Regions from separate parts of the Rattus norvegicus genome. Here region 1 is linked to region 2. Evidence: chromatin contacts called from public Hi-C data. All regions are on one chromosome and are shown on one strand. The core of a region is the stretch at or near the end of the contact, and the rest is flanking DNA. Distances in the headings are between cores, read along the strand shown.

The links. A called contact is a pair of places that touch in the nucleus more often than the background predicts.
Region 1: a contact with region 2 is called in a Hi-C map of liver, with 6 times the contacts expected there. The contact joins two enhancer-like sites. A contact is called at or near these places in 2 of 12 Hi-C or Micro-C datasets (both in liver).

The regions. Positions count from the first base shown.
Region 1 is chr4:85,343,876-85,350,725 of GRCr8, reverse strand. It overlaps Znrf2 (zinc and ring finger 2), which reads right to left. Exons shown (of 5, transcript NM_001108628.2): 4 at 1,254-1,335. The coding sequence ends at 1,278. Among named protein-coding and RNA genes, the nearest start is that of Znrf2, 67 kb to the right of the region's middle. Within about 2 kb of position 2,330, at least 1 of the 93 cell types and tissues checked has an H3K27ac peak or open chromatin away from gene starts, as enhancers often do. A contact at or near this core is called in liver, where this site is marked.
Region 2 is chr4:85,156,457-85,162,986 of GRCr8, reverse strand. Mturn (maturin, neural progenitor differentiation regulator homolog) reads right to left here. Exons shown (of 3, transcript NM_001007645.2): 3 at 4,197-6,530. Among named protein-coding and RNA genes, the nearest start is that of Mturn, 22 kb to the right of the region's middle. Within about 2 kb of position 1,341, at least 6 of the 93 cell types and tissues checked have an H3K27ac peak or open chromatin away from gene starts, as enhancers often do. A contact at or near this core is called in liver, where this site is marked.

The sequences.
Region 1 (6,850 bases), core at 1,081-3,580, 190 kb before region 2:
ACTATGTCAGCAGAACAAAACTGTATTACAAAGTAGTATTTTGGCTTGTTAGTGATACAAACATCTTGCAGTGTATTAAGGATGGGAAGGAGACTGCCTACGATGATACAGCTTTGGAAGGAGCTGCTACCTAATCATCTCAAAATTGCTAAACTATCGTCAGCGTCAGAACACCTAGGCTCAAATTAGCACCAATAGACTCCGTGCCCACCACCAGTCAACTTCCCATGCACTCTAACATGCTCATTGTGTGACGGGGCCGTAGTGCTCGCAGGGTCACTTTAACACCAGGCGAGTTACAGGCAGAAGACAATTTGCAATACCAGCCCACAGTACTCAATGACCAGAAAACAACTGGAACGGTGCTCATGCATGTAGAGTGAATTCTCTTTGCAAGCTGGGACTTGAAGAGTGCCTTGCTTTTCTTCTTCTCTTTCATGTGTGAGAATGTATGTGTGCATGTGCTCATGTGTGGGAGCCAGAAGTTGACAACTTGGGTCTTCCTTAATCACTCTCTACCTTATTTTTGTTAGTCTCTTACTAAATCTGGAGGTTGCCAACTAGGCTAGATTAGCTGGTCAGTAAGCTCCAGGGATCCGCCTACCTCAGCATTAGGACTTCAGTGTGTACACTGGCCCAGTGCTTTGTACATGGGTTCAGATCTGAACTCAGGTCTTTCATGACATACCCTTGCTCCTCTTTCCTTAAAGCACATGACTCAGATGTAAATGACATACAAAAAGTTGTGCATATGCCATTAATTGGATGCTTTGTAAAATCATGGGACTTAACTACTCTGACCCTTCAAGAATTCTTCCAAGACAATGTGGTCATGATATATACCTCACTGTCTGTCTGCTTCCCTCCAGCATTAAACCTGAATTAAACAAACGAATGTGGTGTCAAGAACCAAGAGTGTGCTAGTCACTCAATGCCTAACCACACTCAAGAAGCCAGAATAACCACTGGCCTTTCTTTTCTGCTGTTCTTTTGGGAGTAGTTCTGGGTATTAGGAATTAAGCCCAGGACTGGGATAGTTAAGTGTGCATTCTAACACTGGGCAAGACTCTTAAGACTCCATAGTGTATCTTTAAATATGAGTTATTATATAGTAGTCTTACAAAATATCTAGAAAACACATGTACATGCCCCCACACACATACGCAATAAAAAAGTTCAAAAAAATTGAAGATGAAAACAGTAATCCAAAATAACATTTTACAAATCAATTAAAACAAAAAAGGGACAATTACCCATAACACAGGAATCTGGTGTGCTTAATCCGAAGGGTGCTCTGGACAAGATCTATTTACTTCAAACCATTCATCTATGCAGCTAGAAAAGAACAAAATTAGCAAAGTGTAAATCCCATGTATACTTACATCCTAACAGTTAGAATAAAAATACCTACTACTTGACTTTACTGTCATTGGAGGTGAGAAAAAATTGGTATTTTTACTGATTACACTTAAAAGAAAGATGTTAATTACACTTCAGTTATTCTACATTATTAAGGGGGAAATCCTCACAATTATGCAATGAAGTACTTTCAACTTTAAAAAGGAAAAACGATTCCCTTAGAGAACTATCATTTCATCAGTATTTAAAAATCAAGTCAGAGCTGGAAAAATATTTCCTTTTCAAAACAGTTACATACAGGTCTGCTCAGGTTGTCTACCAGTATAATAAAAATGGATTTAAATTTTTTGTTCTTGACAATATTGCGTATCATTTTTAAAAAGTCCACATTTCTATATAATTACTGAACCTTTTATTCTACCCTGCTCTGAAATCCATAGATACACAGAAGAAGATACCATTTATAGAGCGCTCACGAGCTTACTGGAAATCATGTATAAGATTCCTCTTTCTTTGGATTTGTGTATGTTGTGCATACATGTATATACATGTGTGCATACATGTGGAAGCTAAGCACAACCTTGGAGGGCATTTATTCAACAGGGCCTCTCACTAGCCTGGAATTCACTAAGTGAGGTAGTGAGGCCAGCAGAGCCGTGAGTCCCAGGGATCCGCCCCCTCCCACCCCAAGCACTGAGGTTATAAGTGCTGGTCACCACACTCGCTCTTTTTTTGTGGGTTCCAAGGATTAAACCCAAAGACCACATCCTTGCAAGTTAAGCACTTTACTGAGCTACCTTCATAGCCCATAATTATCCCTAATATAGACCTGCACTGCCCAAAGCAGAAGTCGTCTAGAGTCATTAATTAACAACAGAATTCCGTTTCTCAGCCCCATTTCGAGTGTTCACAATAGTGATGTGTGCAATGGCTGCTCCACTGTCAGCAGAGATGTAACACATTCCTCTCACTGTGCAAAGTTCAAAGTCACAGAGCTGTGCAAACAGACAATCAATGTCTTCCAAGAACAAGTAACCAGCAGCTTGTAAGTCACTAAAACAGGATTCAAACTGCTCAGTGTTCTCACTGGGGGCACATGTGAATTTCTGCTCATAAAGTCCAGTGAGCTAACCCTGCAGTGGTAACTGAGGAGACACCATTCCTATACACCAACAGGGTGGCTCTACAGGTGACAGCACCAGAAATAAAAGGTAAAGGAAGTATGTCAATACTTCCAAATGCTTTAGCAACTTCTGATACCACCACAATATTTAATCTAAATATCATACCCCAATGTGATTACAATGTGTTTTCAGTCTGGTGTGTACCACTGAACTGTGAAATATCTCCCACCTACATCTTAAAACAAAATGCTACAGCTGTGGTTACAACTCATGTGGTTTTCAATGGGTTCTTACTTTATGGCCATGTAATCTGTGCAGTTAAGTAACTTCAGAACCATTCTCATGTAAACTGATATCAATCCACAAAGTTTCTACTGTAAACTACTTCACTGGTTGTTTAGACTGTGACACATCCTTTCTCCTAGCTGCTCCACCAGGAATTCAGTATTCAGTATTTCTGAATATATAGTGTTACCCTATATTTAAAAATTTAAATTAGTGCTACCATAAATATTATACCTCATTTGCCTTCTTCATAAATGCTTTTAAATTTGTATTTCATTATATAATTATATAATAATAGCACATGATCTTGATGCCAAATAATCCCAGCTGTTTGGCTGCTGAGATAGGAGGATGACAGCTTTAAGGCTAGCCTAGAAAGCTTGTGTGAAATCCTGTTTCAAAATAAATAATGACAAAGAGTATATCACAATTTATCTATTATTTTACTATAGAAATTCTCAGTTATCTATAGTCAGCCTCTGAAAGGTCAAACAAAAAATATAAATTAATTCTGTCATTAATTATAGTTTGAATTGGCTTTGTAAAGTCATAGTGAGGCTTTCTCGGTGCTGGCTCACATTCGGGTTTAGCTGCCTTATTCCTTTCCCCTCCAATAATGGGCAGTAGCAGCTTTCTCTAGACTTGTTCTGCAGAACAGACTTGAGAGTAGAAGGACCAGCTTGTAACATGTAATAGCAATTACAGATGCCCACCACCAACTATACTGATCCTCTTTTCTGAATTGATTGCTAACAATTTTTTACTTTCAAAAATATTTTATTATAATTTACTTACTTATTGTAGGGGGAGCTTGTGTGTGCTTTGGTGACCATGTGGTGACCACAGCCTACAGGAACAAGTTCTGTCCATCTACTTGAATGAAGATCCTGAGGATCAAACTCAGGCTTGGGGCAAGTACGTTTGCCCACTGAACTATCTCAACGCCCCCACCTCCTTTGGTCTTCTTCTTACAGATTTCCAAAAGGCTACTATTATTGAGGTATCTCAGTGTGTGTGTGTGTGTGTGCGTGCGTGCGTGCGTGTGCGTGTGTCTGTCTGTCTTTCTGTCTGGTGTGGGGTCAGGGTTTCTGAAGTAAAGCAGGTATTGTTATATTCTATGCTGATCACAAATTAAGAGTTCTTTCTGCTTCAGTCTCCTAAATACTAGCATTACAGGTAGACAGCACTATGCCTGGCACTATGCATGCTTTTTAATAAAAACTTTTCCACCAAATCATAAACTAAAAGTAACAAGGTTTGATGGTTAATATCAGATAAAGGAAAACCATAACATATTTTGTTACCAGAACAAAAACATGTTGATTTCTAATAAATACTGTAGTTTTGGATTATTGATGAGTTTAATATCACATATAGTGAAGGAAGAATCCAGACTGATAGGCCATGAAGACTAAAGCCAATCACCTAGAACTTAGAACTGTGACAGAGCTCTTTAGAACCACAGAGCCTGATGGAGCTCTGGGCAGGGCCGTGGGGATGAGTGCCCTTCCACACTGCAGTCCTGAATGGCCTGTTCTCACCTGCAGCCGTTACACAGTAGCACTTATGCTGGACAAAGTATCACATGGACAGAGTATTTCCATGTTACTATATCATCCTGTCTCCAACTGCCAACTACACACGTTATCTGCTGCAGCATCTGACTGAAGAACTGCTGTTCTATTTCAAACATAAAATGTTGTCAAAGCTCAGAGCCATTTCTACTATTTCTACCTCAAATGTAAATATGCTACAATTTGTAACAATTTTATCAATCTTCTAAGTTTATTTCTTAACTCTGAGTAGGTGGACCATATATGTATATGAGCTCCTGGATGTCAGAAGAGGGAGGTGTTAGAGCCTCTATAACCAGGATTACGGGAGGCTGAGAGCTACCATGTGACTGCTGGAAACTGAAGCCAGTTTCTTAGCTGCTGAGCCATCTCTGAGCACACCTTAAGCTTATTTTGGAGGATCTAGCTTAAACAAAAAGAAAGTTCTTATGAAAAGGTAAAAAAAAAAAAAAATCCTCATTTTTTTCTCTACTTCCTTAGATTTTGAATTTCACATGTATTGCAGAGACAACCTAGAATGTTTTTCTATTTCCTCTTCACTAAACTTTTAATTTTTTTTAAAATTATCTTTAATCTTTTTTTTACAGTCCACTTGTTATCCAACTCCCAGTCTGCCTCTGACAGTTCTTCATCCTATTTCTCACCACCCCGAACCCTTCCTGTTAGCATTCTGTCTAAGCTCCACCCCCAGTTACCTGGCAACAGTCAGGTATGCCTGACACTATAAAAGGAGTTGCTTGCTCCCTCCTCATTCTCTTGTTCTTGTTCTCCCTTGCCCTTCCCCTCTTCCCTTTTGTCCCTTCTTCCTTATTCCCCTCCCCCCTTCCCTCCTCCTGCTCCTCCTCTTCCTCCTCCTCCTCCCCTTCTTACTCCTCCTACACTTCTCTCTCATCTCTCTCTCCCTTGTCTCTTCCTCACATTAAACCTTTCCATGTGGAACCATGTTGGCCTGGTGTGGTTTGTCTGGACGCTAGCCAAGATTTCTACCCCAACCCCAACACCCCCCCAATCCCCCCTTCACTAGTCCCTGGGGCCTCAAGTCTCTTGAGGGTTAGGTGCATCTTCTCGCAGAGGCCAGACCAGGCAGTCCTCTGCTGTATATGTGTGTGGGGCCTCTTATTAGCTGGCATGTGTTGCCTGGGACAACCTAGAATTTTTATTTTAAACTTAAAAATAGGATTTCAATTCCTTTTTTGTATCTATAACTAATTGGTCCCCCCCACCAACTACCAGAAGCTTACTCCGTCTACTATACTGTAACAGTACCTCTAGTTTTTTTTCATTTACTTAGGTTTTATTAGTGCTAACATTTCCCAAATTTTAACCCACACTTAAATCCTCATAACTAGATAAGTTTACCCTATTATCCTTACCTTAAACATTCAGACAAGGAAATCAAAGCCCATCTAAGATCACACAGTGAGTTAATCAGTGGAAGGACTGATAGTCCTGATTTCAGCTCACATGTCCCTCAGTCTCATTCTGTGGTCCCCTCACGCAGGCTCATGTGTGCATGGACTCAGTTCTGTCCTTCTATTTCTTCATGTCTTAGGTCATGTACCAACAGGATCATTCTTCAGGAGTATGCTCACTGCTTTTTTTATTTTTGGCCCTTCACTTTTAGTCTATATATATTTTTAGAAACACTGTGTCCAGTTGTAAGAAATTAAGATTTGATTGGGGCAGCATTAATTATATAGATTAATTTGGGTATAAATATTATTTTATAATCCTGAGTTTTTCTATACCCAATATGACTTACATGTATATTAATCTTTGATACCTTATGTTTCAATAACTATTGGGTAAACATACAAACATATACATTCATCAGACTGAACCACGGGGCTGGGGATGCAGCTTAGTGGTGAAGAACAGCTCAGCACGAGTGTAAGACCTGAGTTCTCTCTCCAGTACTGACAAGTGAAAACAGATGCTGAAAGTTGGAAGCCAGACACAGTAACACATATCCCAAATCACTTGCTCTCAGGAGGTCGAGGAAGGACACAGTTGTGAGAGAAGTCTAGGCTACAAGGACATTTTGAAGCTATGCTATGCTATACAGCTAGATTCTACCTGCAAAAATAAAGTCAAAACTTGGCAAGCTGTAACTGCTTAACATTCTTTGTATCTTGACTCATTTGTTTTTTAGTCAGGAATTTTTTTAAATAATCAAGATAGTTTATATCAAGATAGACAATAATCAAGAAACATTCCTGAGTTTACCATTACATGGTAACTCTGGTCTAAGTAGTGCTTCCTGGAGTGGCTTACGCTGTGTGGTGTGAGTTCAGTTACTGACTGCCTAGATGCAGTTCTCTATCCTTAATTCTGTACTCATCGTGCCTTTAAGGTAGGCTGCTTATCAGTATCACACTCGAACACTTCACTACCTGCAGTTCAGTCATACAGATAGAATGACTGTTTGCTTTGGATGTATTTTTGTGTCCCCATTTTGTATTGTTCCCTCTGCCTCCTCCATGTTGCAATAGCCCCCACTTTTAAGTA
Region 2 (6,530 bases), core at 92-2,591:
TTCCAGTTCTGATTTCAGCAAGCACTCAATTCACTCTTATGGGTGGCCTGTGCTAAAGTTGATTCTCTGTGACTGTTTTTTCTTTTTTAAGAACTATTCAGTACTAGGTACCGGGCTTAGGGCCTCCTGTGTGCTAGGCAACTGATACCCACAGAGCTACATACATACTGGTGTGCATGTGTGTGTATGTACATATGCGCGCGCGCACACACACACACACACACACACACACACACACACACACACACACCAATCTTTGACTTAGGGTTTCACTAAGTTGTCCAAGTTGGTTCTGAACTCATTACTCATTGTAGAGCCCAGTGTGGCCTTGAGTTGCGATCCTCCTGCCTCAGCCCCCTAAGCAGTGGAGATTTATAGGCATATCTACCATGCCTAGCACGTTTCTGATTTTAGGATCTGTTACAGTCCCAGTTAAGTGTCCCTTTAACCTTTCTGAGTAGAGGAAACTAAGATCTAAAAGACCAAATTTCTGTGGGAATTCAGAGTCAAAACTAGAGAAGAAATCTTTCTTTGCAACTTTGTGATACAATCTCCTCAAGAAACCCAGCCCTCTTTATGGTACTAAGAATATTCCTGTCTCCATGGCTCTCTGTGCACCATCTCAGGAGCCAGACTAACATTGCTGGGGGTTTAGCACATTCTCCATAGCCATTAAACAGGAAGTCCTTGGCCCCAGAGGAAAGAAAAGCAGATTTGAGCTCAACAGTCTTTCTGGGTATCAGCAGCACTGAACCTCTCATGCCGCCATGCATGCAGGTGACAAGAAGGTGGTTTGAAATGGTGTCCTAACCACTGCCTATGAATGAGGCTTAAAATGACAAATGTGTGCTCCTGTCACTGTGGAAGCAAGGTGCTAGAAGACCTGCTGGACTACACCTGGGTGAGGCTGGTCACTCCGTGAGGTCAGACAGGTGAGTGCTAAATTCCACTGAACCTGACCAAGGACAGAGGTTTTTTTTTCCTGCTTCTGTACTTTGTCTGACTGAGGGGTTAGATCTCTGCTGCCCAGATTTTCAGGGGATTTAGAGTTAAAGTCCATCATCAAGAGCAAAGGCACATTAAAGCACTGGCATGTCCTGGGGAAGGACTATGAGGAAGATCGAGAGGAAGGCAAGCAGGCTCTTTTCTCAGCCTTGACCGGGTCTAAGCACCAGCTTCAATGCCCTTCCTTACAGCTGCTTGCTTGTCTGTGCCAGGGTCTGGATATTGGAAACTTTATTCATTTTTCTGGTGTCCAGCAGCAGGCTAATCTGGTCAAGGGCAAGGCAGAGGTGAAACACTGTCAACATTCCATTCCGTGCTCAGGCCCTGAGAGGCTGATGAAAAGCGCCCTCTGTTTCCTCATCTTGAAAAAAACAGTAGACAGACAGACAGACAGACGGACATACCTACCTATCCAAAAACTAGTGAGAAAAGGAACAAAGTTAAAAGGAACCTAGGCTGTAACAGCTGTCACAGATCAAGTGTCCAAGGCCAGGCTGTGCTCGCTCTCTCTCTCTCTCTCTCTCTCTCTCTCTCTCTCTCTCTCTCTCCCTCTCTCTTAACAGAAACAAAAATGGTTTAGTATGTAATAGGCAGATACAGCTAGAGTTTACTCACTTAGCACTGTTTAATTCATGAGAAAAAGGACTGGAAATTCACTAGGCTATTCTGGAACTATACCATGTAGCCTATACTCATTGGGACCAAAACCCCACCATTTTGAAATTTAATGAATCAAATCAGATTGCTAAGCTAAAGTGTTAAAACGTTATATTGGGGGGAGAATCTGGGGAATAGTTTGACATTTCCATCAACAGCTTTTCTCCATGTTTGTGTCCTGGGTGCATTCCAGTCCCTACCAAAGGGCCATCCATATTCAGTGACATTTGACTGTGGTGTAGGTTAAACAGACAACAGAAAAGGGGAAAAATGTTTTAATACTTTCCCTTCCTGTGGAAGCTTCTGGGGGGGACTCCAGACCCCCCTTTAGGACTGGGGCCATGTCCTGTGGAACCTGACACATCCCTGCCTAAAGTTCTGCGCCTTAGGCTTGGAGTCCTGGTGTGCAGCAGTTTGCAGTCACCCATTCCCATCTGACCCCTCCTCATCTGTCTCTCCGGCCGGCTCTAAGGACCTGACATAGGTTCTCCTCCAAGACCACTGACAGCAGCAGTTCCGTGTAGACACCATCATAGCAAATCTCGAGTGCTACCCGGCAGCAGAAAGAGTCCTGACCTGAGTCTGCCCAGTGTAACGTATAACCCAGCTGCTGCTCCAGCTGTCCCTCTGTCATTCACTGGACGGTTCGATACTTACCTGGGTGTGGGAGCTGCAAGGATAGACCAGAAAAGACAGGGCAGAAAATAACTGGAGTCAGAGATTAGCAGGCTGCTCTGAAGAATCACAGTTTCATGTCTTGTGCCCTCAGTGCCAACTGCCTTTTGCCCCACCCTGGTTGGTTGCTCCCCGAGGGATGTATGGCCTCAGCATTAGGAAGCCCTTTGTTTATACTGTGCTGACCTCTAGAGGCTTCCAATTAAAAGGCATCCCAGAGGATCCACTTCACTTTGGCATCGACATCCGCTTTGGGGTTGTTTCCCTAGAAAATAAAATGTTAGGTTCTTTTCACATTTCTTTTTTGGCTGCAAATCACAGCTTGCCCAGGTTTTTTTTTTGTTTGTTTGTTTGTTTTGTTTTGTTTTTTTTTTGGTTCTTGGTTTTAAAGCGGCACTGTTTTCTATTCCAAAAAGGGGAAAGATGGGTTAGAGATTCAGAGGGGCTTTGTGCCACTTATGGTATCAAAAGGAAAAGTGTCAGCTGGTTCTAGAAGCGTTTCAACCCTGCTTCCAAACTGCCAGATGGCTGAGCCTGACAAACGGAGGAATTTTTGGTTGACTAACTCAGCAGGACACTGGGCTAGACACCCAGCCCTGGGAGTCTCCAAATACTGGAGTGTGGGTTGTTTTTCCCGTGTTGTGAATCCACCCATGCGTGTGCAGCGCGCCCTGGGGGATATTGTGGTACCCACCCCACCTGCCTGACTTCACTATGGAAACCAGAGTGGTTACTATATCCCTAAGCAAGGAACACTATCCTTCCCTCTTGGCTGTAGTTTGAATCCTGCAATCTACTATAAGGAGAAGGGGTGTGTGGCAAGGCAGGAGGAAACCTCCAAGCATTTGAGCTAATATACAGCTGTGGATCTTCACTTGGGAAAGGGATCCTGAGAAAAGCATGACCATGCAGGTCACCATTGTTGCTTTATGGGACCTTGTAGCACTCCCTCCTCTACAGAGGGCTGTACAGGTGTTCTGCTGATGCTCCTCCCCCAAGGGAAATCAGAAACAAGGTCACTGGGCTTACTCTTACCCATGAGAAATCAAAAGAATGGTGTGTGTGTGTGTGTGTGTGTGTGTGTGTGTGTGTGTGTGTGTAGTGCCACACAGACTGTCAGGGACCTGTCTAGGCCAGAACCCTCCTCTCGCCAGATGATTTCAGAGATTAGCGGTGGCGGCGAGAGATGAGTAATGCTGAGATCTGTCCCTGCACGTAAAGGAGCCGAGCCCGTGATCAAGTCATAGAAATGGGAGTTCTCTCATGATAGAAATCTGTCTACATGGCCCTTCTGGAGCCGGTCTTTGACCAGAGAGCCTTAGAATGCTTTTCTCTGGACCTGGAATCGGTACCAAGGACTTCCGATGATATCAGGCACACACAGCCTCAAGCTGGGGCTGCGAAGCCATTTTGAAGCTTACAGACCCCCTCATTCGGAGCGAGAATATGGATCTTTAAACAAAGAGTGAAACTTCCTGCCAACTTTCAGAGCTCCTTCTGACATGCCTTTGTCTATTGAATAAAAGCAGCTGGGAGCAAGGTGTGGAAGAGACAGCATTCTGTCGGCATTCTGTCGTTAAGGATATGGATTTCTAATTGGACCACAAAGCATTCCTAACTAGGTCTGCAAAAAGGAATTCTCACCTGTGAAACCAGTACTAGTTGAAAGGGAGCGACCGAACTGCCGAACACTAGCCAGACAGTTACACGCTCCCAAATGTGTGAACCCCTAACCTTCCAACCCACCTTTGATGCAACTGCTCCCTCCCGCCCCAGTGTCCACAGTCTGGCTCTTCATTTATACATCACACACAGTGATGTAACCGAAATCTGCAGACTGAGTAAAGAAGACAAAAGGCACCAGGGCTGGAAGGCTCTTTAATTGCAAGTGTATGGTAATTACATCCTTGGATGTGGTCCTTGCTCTCATGGGAGGGAGGAGGAAGCAGATGGACAAGGTGAAGAGAGAATTTACACGGTTCCCTTTGAAGCATCTAACAAAGGACACAGTTTTTGGCAACCCATTTCACAGTTTGTCACTTACAAGAGAGCTCTCTGAAAGGAAATACAAACTCAAAGAAAGCACATGCATCACACAGGAAAAACTCCCCATCCAAGAACAAAACAAAACCTAGAAACAAACAACAAAACCCCTTGTTTTTATTCCTTCCGATTTGCTTCTCTGGAGAAATCTCACTTTTACACAAATAAGTACTGGCTGGAAAGCTGGGCTCCGATTTGCCCAGCACTGAATATTTATTTCAGTGCCTTTTAGAAGGCTAGCATTTGTACAGAGTGTTGGTCTCTGCTAGTTCAGAAGGTTCTTACTAAAACAGAACCTTGAGAAGCAAAAAGGACACCTGGGGAAAGGTGGTTTATGAAGAGCACACTGCTAGCTTCCCTCCTAATACCGAACAACTGGAACACAGTCCTAATCAAACCGAACGCTAGTTCCTGTGTAGCCTGATGCACACTTTTGACTGCTCGGAACTACTCAGCCTTGCAGTGCGGTGAGTGGGTTTCTAACAGAAAACGCTCAAGGTCATTGCCAATGACCACAGGCTACCAGCGTCCCGGCAAGTTCTACACCTACTCTGTATGAAACCTAGAAGACCTCACTTTCTCAAGTCATGCTAGCTGCCATCAGACCAAAGTAACTTGTTTGTATGCCAGAGGAATGTTTCTAACGTAAAAACATTTTATGCATCTCTGGAGAGGATGCAAGAAGGCGCGCATGGCATCTCCCGAGAGGTTTGTTCTAGGGACAGGAGCCTCCGCCTGGGTTTACTGACACGGGAGCACCAGTGGAGGAGAGAGCAGGCATGGCCCCCCTTCTGCCGTCACAGCCCCTCTTAAGCCAGCACTCTTGAAGGCAAGCTTCCCTGCCTGGCAGGGATTTTATTTTTAAGGGAAGGCATTCTACCAAGTGTGTAGGACATTTGCTGTGCCTTCGGCTTGGCAGGGGGCATCTGAAAATCACAAAGCCATTACCGGCATCCTCTAAGCACCCAGTTCTCTAGAGACAGTCAAGAACACAAGTGGTCCAGGAGGTAAGTGTGGACTACGTGCCTTGTTTACAACTCAGATGGATGGAGACCTAACTCCTCACTGCCCCCGTTCACCTCCTCCCAGCACACATTAAGTCTTGTCCATCCCTACACTCCTCTCACTGGAGAAAACCAGATTTGATTAAACTGTTTCCCAACTGGTGAGTTTTAGCATGCAATAACTAAAAATTCCGCTCTGGGATCACAACACCCTGGACATACTCTTTGTGCTCGGAGAAACCAAAACAATATTCAGAGGCATGCATTGTGCTAGAGAATGATTTCTGTCTGCACTGAGCAGTGGTGTCACCCCCCCAGTTTGACTTACGAGCACTGCAAACCTAGTTCTGACACCAGCGTGCAAGGACAATCTTCTCACGGAGCAGACGTTTTGTGCTCTGGTCATGGAAACATAGAATGTAGCGTATGCTGCAGCGAGCCCAGGTGCCACAAGTGGACCCTTCAGTCTGGTTGAACCCTAGGGATGTTAGGCACTGCACCAGGCCTCACTACCCTACCTGGCTCTGTTTTTCAATGTCTGAAGCCTGCTTGGTTCAGCGCCATCACCAGGCAGAGGAAAATAACCAGGCAGATATGAGGAAAATGTCCCCACGGGTCACTCAATGACAGGATCCACCTTTGCAGTGCTGTCAGTGACGTCATTCAGATTTCAGCTGGTCACGAGGACCAGCAAGCAGTCTTTCCCTATATGTTTATGTGCACTGTCTCTGTCTGCTACCTACCAAGCCTTCACTGTCACTTTCTCTTCCTGAGTGATAGAACAAGCAAAGTGTTCACCGCCATGCTCCTCCAGCTAGTCTTCACATCAATCTCCTCTCTTGGGTGGCCTGCCTACCACCTCCAAAGCCTTCAGTGTACGGGGCAAGGAGCAGCTCTGCCTGTCCCTGGCATTCAGGGGAAGACATACCATCTTCTGCGGCCTCTGCTTACCCACGTCTCAAAGTGACAGAATCTCGTCAGTTGACTGGGATAGCGCTCACCCCAGGCTCCAGGCATCTGGACATCTGCTGGCCACCATATTCTAAAGTAGCTGCATGGCCAGCATCTTAAGGACACCATCTTTGGCAAAATAACAAAATATTTCCTTCCCATTCCCTCAGTGCCCTGGGCTGCTGCTCTTCTGAG